2 separate regions of the Mus musculus genome follow, and region 2 is linked to region 1. The links are chromatin contacts, called in public Hi-C maps. All regions are on one chromosome and are shown on one strand. The core of a region is the stretch at or near the end of the contact, and the rest is flanking DNA. Distances in the headings are between cores, read along the strand shown.

Evidence for each region. Hi-C and Micro-C count contacts between places; a contact is called where the count stands out from the background.
Region 2: a contact with region 1 is called in a Hi-C map of B cells, with 6 read pairs. The contact joins the promoter of Brix1 here to the promoter of Rictor in region 1. A contact is called at or near these places in 2 of 484 Hi-C or Micro-C datasets (B cells and muscle stem cells).

The regions. Positions count from the first base shown.
Region 1 is chr15:6,706,814-6,709,807 of GRCm38.p6, reverse strand. It overlaps Rictor (RPTOR independent companion of MTOR, complex 2), which reads right to left and starts at 1,427. Exons shown (of 38, transcript NM_030168.3): 1 at 1,357-1,427; 2 at 1,128-1,175. The coding sequence starts at 1,405.
Region 2 is chr15:10,484,515-10,487,508 of GRCm38.p6, reverse strand. Brix1 (BRX1, biogenesis of ribosomes) reads left to right here and starts at 1,572. Exons shown (of 10, transcript NM_026396.3): 1 at 1,572-1,774. The coding sequence starts at 1,616. Rad1 (RAD1 checkpoint DNA exonuclease) reads right to left here and starts at 1,491. Exons shown (of 6, transcript NM_011232.3): 1 at 1,245-1,491; 2 at 793-1,056. The coding sequence starts at 990.

The DNA.
Region 1 (2,994 bases), core at 178-2,677:
CTAGTCTTTCAGTCTACACAGAAGGATTCTTACAATACAAAAACCGAAACAGAACTGAATTACGCAGTCAATACAGAGATGGGTCCCCCAAATCCCACATCCACCAAATAACTTTATACGACGGTCACTACATACAGGGTGGGTGGGGGAACCAAATTCATGTCGTATATACAATGTTTACGACTGTTCTTGTCTTGTTTTAACGTCCTAAGGTGTTTCACGGATCTCAAAAAGTGATTCCGTAACAGCAGAACTAGTTAAGTTACACTCCACTCCAGCGCTGTGGAGTCGGACCGTCCGGAATCTGTAGACCCAACTCCTGTTTAAGGAGGCAGAGAACGGACTGATGCTTCGGCGAGATACTGGGAGATGAAACACCAGCCCGGGGGCCGGTGACCGAAGCAAGAAAATACCGATCGTTCGCCGGGTGCGGTTCTTAAAAACAAAACACACGCGGGGCTCGCCCTGCTGGGAAAGGTGTAAACAAACCCAGCTCTCCTCCACTGCAGCCACAAGGTACACAATGAAGCGGCGGCCGAGTGAGGGGGCGGGCGGTCTCCAGCCAACTACAGCCCCAGCGGGCCCGGGAGACGGGAAGCGAGCAGCAGGGAGCTGCGGCGTGAACCAGACACTTAGCAGTCATCACGGGCTCTCCGGGTTCTCAAAAAGCTGCGGGGACCCCCCCCACCCCACCCAAGAGGATCCCACGGGCAGGGAAGAGCAGTCCCGCAGTGAGCAAGAAGCCGGCAGGGTCCAGCATCTGCTCTTGGGGGGAACGGGGAGGGCAGGATGTGGTCGCTCTTCCCACAAACATCCTCCAGCAACCTAAATAACAACCTCTACCTTGCTCCCCCACCCACCCCGTCCAAGGCCGCCCCCGGGATCCGGAGGTGGGGGGACCCGGGAGCGGACGGAGGGGGGACACACACGCGACCGAGCCGGCCGGGGAGCTCCGCAGCCGCCCGAGGCCCCGGAGCGGGCTCAGCCCCCCGGGCAACCCGGGCCACCCGGGCGCGGGGCAGGGGGATGGGCGCGGGCTCGGCCCCTCGCTGCCCCGCGCGGCTCGCCTGCCAGCCCGCCCGCCCGGCTGCCCGCGCCTCCCCGGCGGCCGCGGCGGCCCGCGTTACCTCGGGTCAGATCGAGCGGGACGTTCTCCTCGCCGCTGTCATTCCGCCCTGTGCGAGACAAGACACACAACCCCAGTTAGAATCCATCGCAGGCCGGCGGCGCCCGACGCCCCGCTCGTCTTCCCCGTCCAACCTCACCCCACCCCATCCCCAGGCCCGGAGCAAAGCCGAGCGCCGCGACCCGTGACCCGCACCGGGTGAGGCGAGCGAGGGCGGCGAGCGGGCTTACCTCGTATTCGGAGGTTCTTCAGAGAGCGGCCGCGGCCGATCGCCGCCATATTGACGGGTTTCAGTCACAACACCGGAAACCTCGCCCGATCGCGCGAGAACCCCCTTCCCCTCCCCGCGCGCCGTTCCCGCCCCCTCCGCCCCCCTCCCGCGGCAGCGCCCCCGCCCCTCGGCACGGAGGCTCGCCCGCGGGCGCCGAGCAACGCGCCGCCGCCTGTGCCGACCCGCATTGGGCGGTGGGATGCGACCCCCGGCGGGGGGACACGGGCAGGGCGTCGGGGCGCAGGCGTGGTGGGAGGCGCAGTTCCCACGGGGGGGGGGGGCGCCCATTGATGTGGCCCGGGACTCTGGGCGCGCGCGCGGCGGAGGTCGGGATGCGGGCGGGCCACCTGCTGGCCCGCCCCGCCGCACTCCCCGCGTGGCTTTAAAGCCCGTTTCCTTACTCATCGGCTAAAATTGTTACCATTATTTTTATTATTATTATTAAAAGAGAGGGTGGGGTCCGGGAAAAAGGCGCGCGGCGCACAGTTAGGAATGTCGCTTTGATCCTTTTCCCAGAACCGCGGCGCCCCGAGTGAACACGTAACAAAGTTTGTTTTCCACCCACGCTCTGACCATTGAGCTAAGCGGCTTCGCGCTTGATCACAGGCAAAGCCGCTCGCCGCCGCCGCCGAGAGCTGGGCGGCAGGGCGGAGGTTTGCTTTCGGTCCGCCGGGCATCCGACGTGCAAGGAGTGCAGAAAGCGGGCGTGCAGGGCGCTCGCCCGAGCGCGGGACTCTTTCCCCGGCGCGCGCCAGCGCCTGGAGGCCCGGGACAGGGTTTCCTCTCCCGGAGCCCGGGGAGGAGGCTGGGCGCCTCGTCCTGGCTTTCTGTTACTCCTACATCACTGGCTGATGCCGATGTCGAGGATCGATGTTTTTAATGCGGACTAGTCACAAGGATTAGTTTACGGGTTTCTAGAAGCGGGTTAGTACGCACTCATTTGGCCCTTAACCCAGCAACTCTCTTAAGCTAGATTACTTTAATGAGAGGATATTTTGTCTCCTCCTATTCCTCACCTCTCTCTTCCAGACTTAAAAGTCCAAAGTGGAGATCTTGCCTTAACCACTTAGTTTTTAGTACAGACGTCAAAAACGAGTATCTGTTAGTGTAAACCTTCAGCTCCTTTTGTTCTAATAATGTTCTAAATAATAATAATGTTCTCACTAAAAAAAAAAAAAAAAAAGCAAACCAAAACCTCTCTAAAATCAAAAAGAAAAATAAAAAAATATTAGAAAGACTCTCCGTGTTAATAATAGTGAGCAATTGTAGACTTGAAAGCCCAAAGGTAGAAATTATGCAAATGTAATTTAAAATGACTTTGTTGATCCAGTATATTAACAGAGTGGTATTAAGTAAGCAATTACAGATTTCCTTTACTCATAAATGCTTGAAATACATATAAAATTCAAATGGTTCATTATAAAATACTTTTACAAGCATTATATAAGGAAAAAAATCCAAGATGTGTATCTGAATGTAAACTACTATTCCCCTTTCAATTGTGGGATCATGCCTGCATATTTTCTTCTTGCTTGGTCACCTACAACCAATAGTTGTGGTTGGACTTTTAACCAATAGTCGATCTATGACAGTTGTA
Region 2 (2,994 bases), core at 323-2,822, 3.8 Mb before region 1:
CCAGCAACCACATGGCTCACCACTATGTGTAATGGGTTCTGATGCCCTCTTCTGGTCTGTCTGAAGACAATGTACTCACATACATAAAATAAACCTTTCTAAAAATATTAAAAAGCCAAACACCACAAAGTTACCACCCCCTAGTAAGGGCTCTTCATCTTCATTTCTGTATCTAAATTTAACACCTATGTGAACTTGCCCTAACTCTGTCTTGTGCCTATCCCTTAAAGCTAAAGTCACTTAAGGATAGGATAATTCAGTGTCAGGCAGTGGTGGTACATGCCTTTAATCCCAGCACTTGGGAGGCAGAGGCAAGGCAGAAGCAGGCGGATCTCCAAGAACTTGAAGCCAGTCTGGTCTATAAACCAAGTTCCAGGTAACCAGGGTTACATGTTAGACTCTATCTCCGGGGGAAAATGCTCCGAGGAAAAATTACAGCCAATAAGAGGAAAAACTAAAACGTGCATGACAATAATACTGTAAAGAGTAAATAGGGTTCTCGCCCTAATTCAATCAGTTGTAAGACTACTGAAAATTAAATCTGGTGCCACTATGTCAAACGAGAAAGTGTCTATATGTGTAAAGATTAAAAGAGGAAAATGGTGAGAAGAGTCATTAATAAACTATCACTAGTAATCGTTATCTGTGTGAGACAAGATGGGGAAAGTATTTGTTGGCAGGAAAGAAAAAAAAGTAACGACATTTTGTTCACTAACTTGAGTTTTGTTGAATTAAGTCCTTCCAAATTCATTCATTAGGGAATGCTTTAAAAATGTCTTCACTCCCCCATACCTGAATAAAGGCATTTGCTTGCACACACTTTGCATTCTCCACTGTAACCTTGATTCCGTTTTTGGTAGCAAAACACGTGGCGTGTTCTCTGAAATGAATGGCTTTCAAGACAGTGGAGAGATTCCTAACGTTGTCAAGGCTGGCCACTAAGCAGTACTGTTCGTACTCCTCTTCATTGTACTGGGTTAGGAGAGGCATGGATGGTCCACGGTACCGTCGGCTCCGAGAAGAAGGATGCTCCTCTTCCGGAAGATGTGTGAAAACCTGAGACACGGAACAACAAACCTCGCTATCAGTGCGGACAGGACTGGCGACCTCAACCCGAGCCGAAATCGAGATCATTCTATTTTCATGTCTCAAAACTACGGTATTCTACACTGAATGCAGTTCACAGGGTAGCTCTAAAAGGCGCGGGTAACCGGGCTTGCTTAGCACCTCTGAGCGCCACCAACCTGGCTTGCAGGAGAACGCGACTTCGGCCCGCTCGCCGCACAGCGGCCACTAAGGGAGCCCCTGGCGCCAGGCTGTGGGTGACGTCCGACCCCTCAAAGCCCCTGCCACCCCAGCCCCAAGAACACCCTGAGCGTCCAAAAAGCTAGCAAGCCAGGCAAACAGCTCCCGCCACCGTTCAGATACGCAACCACCTAGGCCACCGTCACCACCGAGCCGCCGTGTGCCTAGAGAGTCTACCTCGAGACCGGAAGCGAGCGCCTTGGAGCCGGATGACTTAACTCACAGCCTAACGTGGGCTACCATAGAGATCGGAAGGCAGAGCGAGCGGCAGAACCGGAAGTGCAGGCAGCGACCGACGCGGCGAGGCGAGATGGCGGCGACCAAGAGAAAGCGGCGTGGAGGCTTGGAGGTTCAAGCGAAGAAGCCAAAAAGGAGCTCGAAAGATGCCGGGCAGCCAGCTAAGCAGGCCGATGTGGCCAAAGAGGCGGAGGAGGAAAATAGAGATCGTATTCCAGGTCCGGTTTGCAAGGTAAGAGGCCCGACTCCCGAAGTTGGAGTCGGCGCTCTGACCCACCTTTGGGCCACCGAAGCAGCGAAGTGACTCCAGTCAAAACTTGACAGGATCTTATGCTTAGGGTTCCCTGGAGGGACTGGACAGTGTTTATGTCTAATTTTCGTGTAGATGGCCTTCTTCCTGGAGACAGCAGTTCGTAGACCCTAAGCCAGTTAACAGGGAGTTGATTTAATGGGTGTTTAGTTCCAGGATCCTTGTCTTCCAGTTACTGACCCCCACCCCGCCTCCCCAGAGTAATGGTTTTCCTTTGTCTTTTTTTTTTTTTTTTCTCAGAGTCTTTTTGGTGTAACTATAAATTCCTTCTGTTTTGGTCCGTATCACATAGGATTACCGAAGTATGTATGTATGTATGTATGTATTTATTTATTTATTTGCCAAGCCTTTAAAGCTACAGTCCTGTGAGTCTGTGACTCTGACTTGTTTGGTTAGATCTTTTAACTCAAGGGTCCTAGACCACTAGTTTTACTGTGTCAAACAGTGCGACACACTTATACCAAGATGAGCTTCCCTGGCCTTAGCATCTAGGAAATAATGAACAAGAGTTCCTCCAGAAATATTGGAGTTTAGAAGGAAAGAAGGCTTCATAGAAAACTGTGTGTCTCTTCTAAAGGCCAGCAGGTTCTTGTTGGAGTTACTTTCAGTCACCTGGAAACTCCTTAAGGAAGGTATCTGTATGGAGGAAATCTTGCCTCAGACTTGTTAGTCCTTTGTGCTTAGTGTAGTACTCAAGTACTGAGTGAGGCAATGTGGACATTGTACCCCACTTTTAATTAACAGTTAAATCTTGTACCTTTGTCTGAAAGGATAAAAGTGACTTTTGAGGAAAATTAGCTGGTTTTCAATAAAAGTTAGTGCGCTCCCTCTTAGGAGCTGGACATGAAACATGAAGGGAACTAATCTGAATCACACTATGATATATGAATTGGAATTAATGAGACAATTACTACTATTAGGGTGGTAAGGAAACACCCTAATAGTAACTTTTAGCTGAATTTCAAAGAAAGGCTTAAATTTATGTATTTAGAAAGACAGGGGGGGGGGGTGGTGGAAAAAATTCATCAACGGCATTAAATGGGGGTTTAGAAATTCTAAACTCAGCTGGTTAGCTGAGAATGTGCAGGGTCAGTGTTGGGCAGTGGAGGTGTAAACAGTGAACATGTAGTATAGAGGGTATT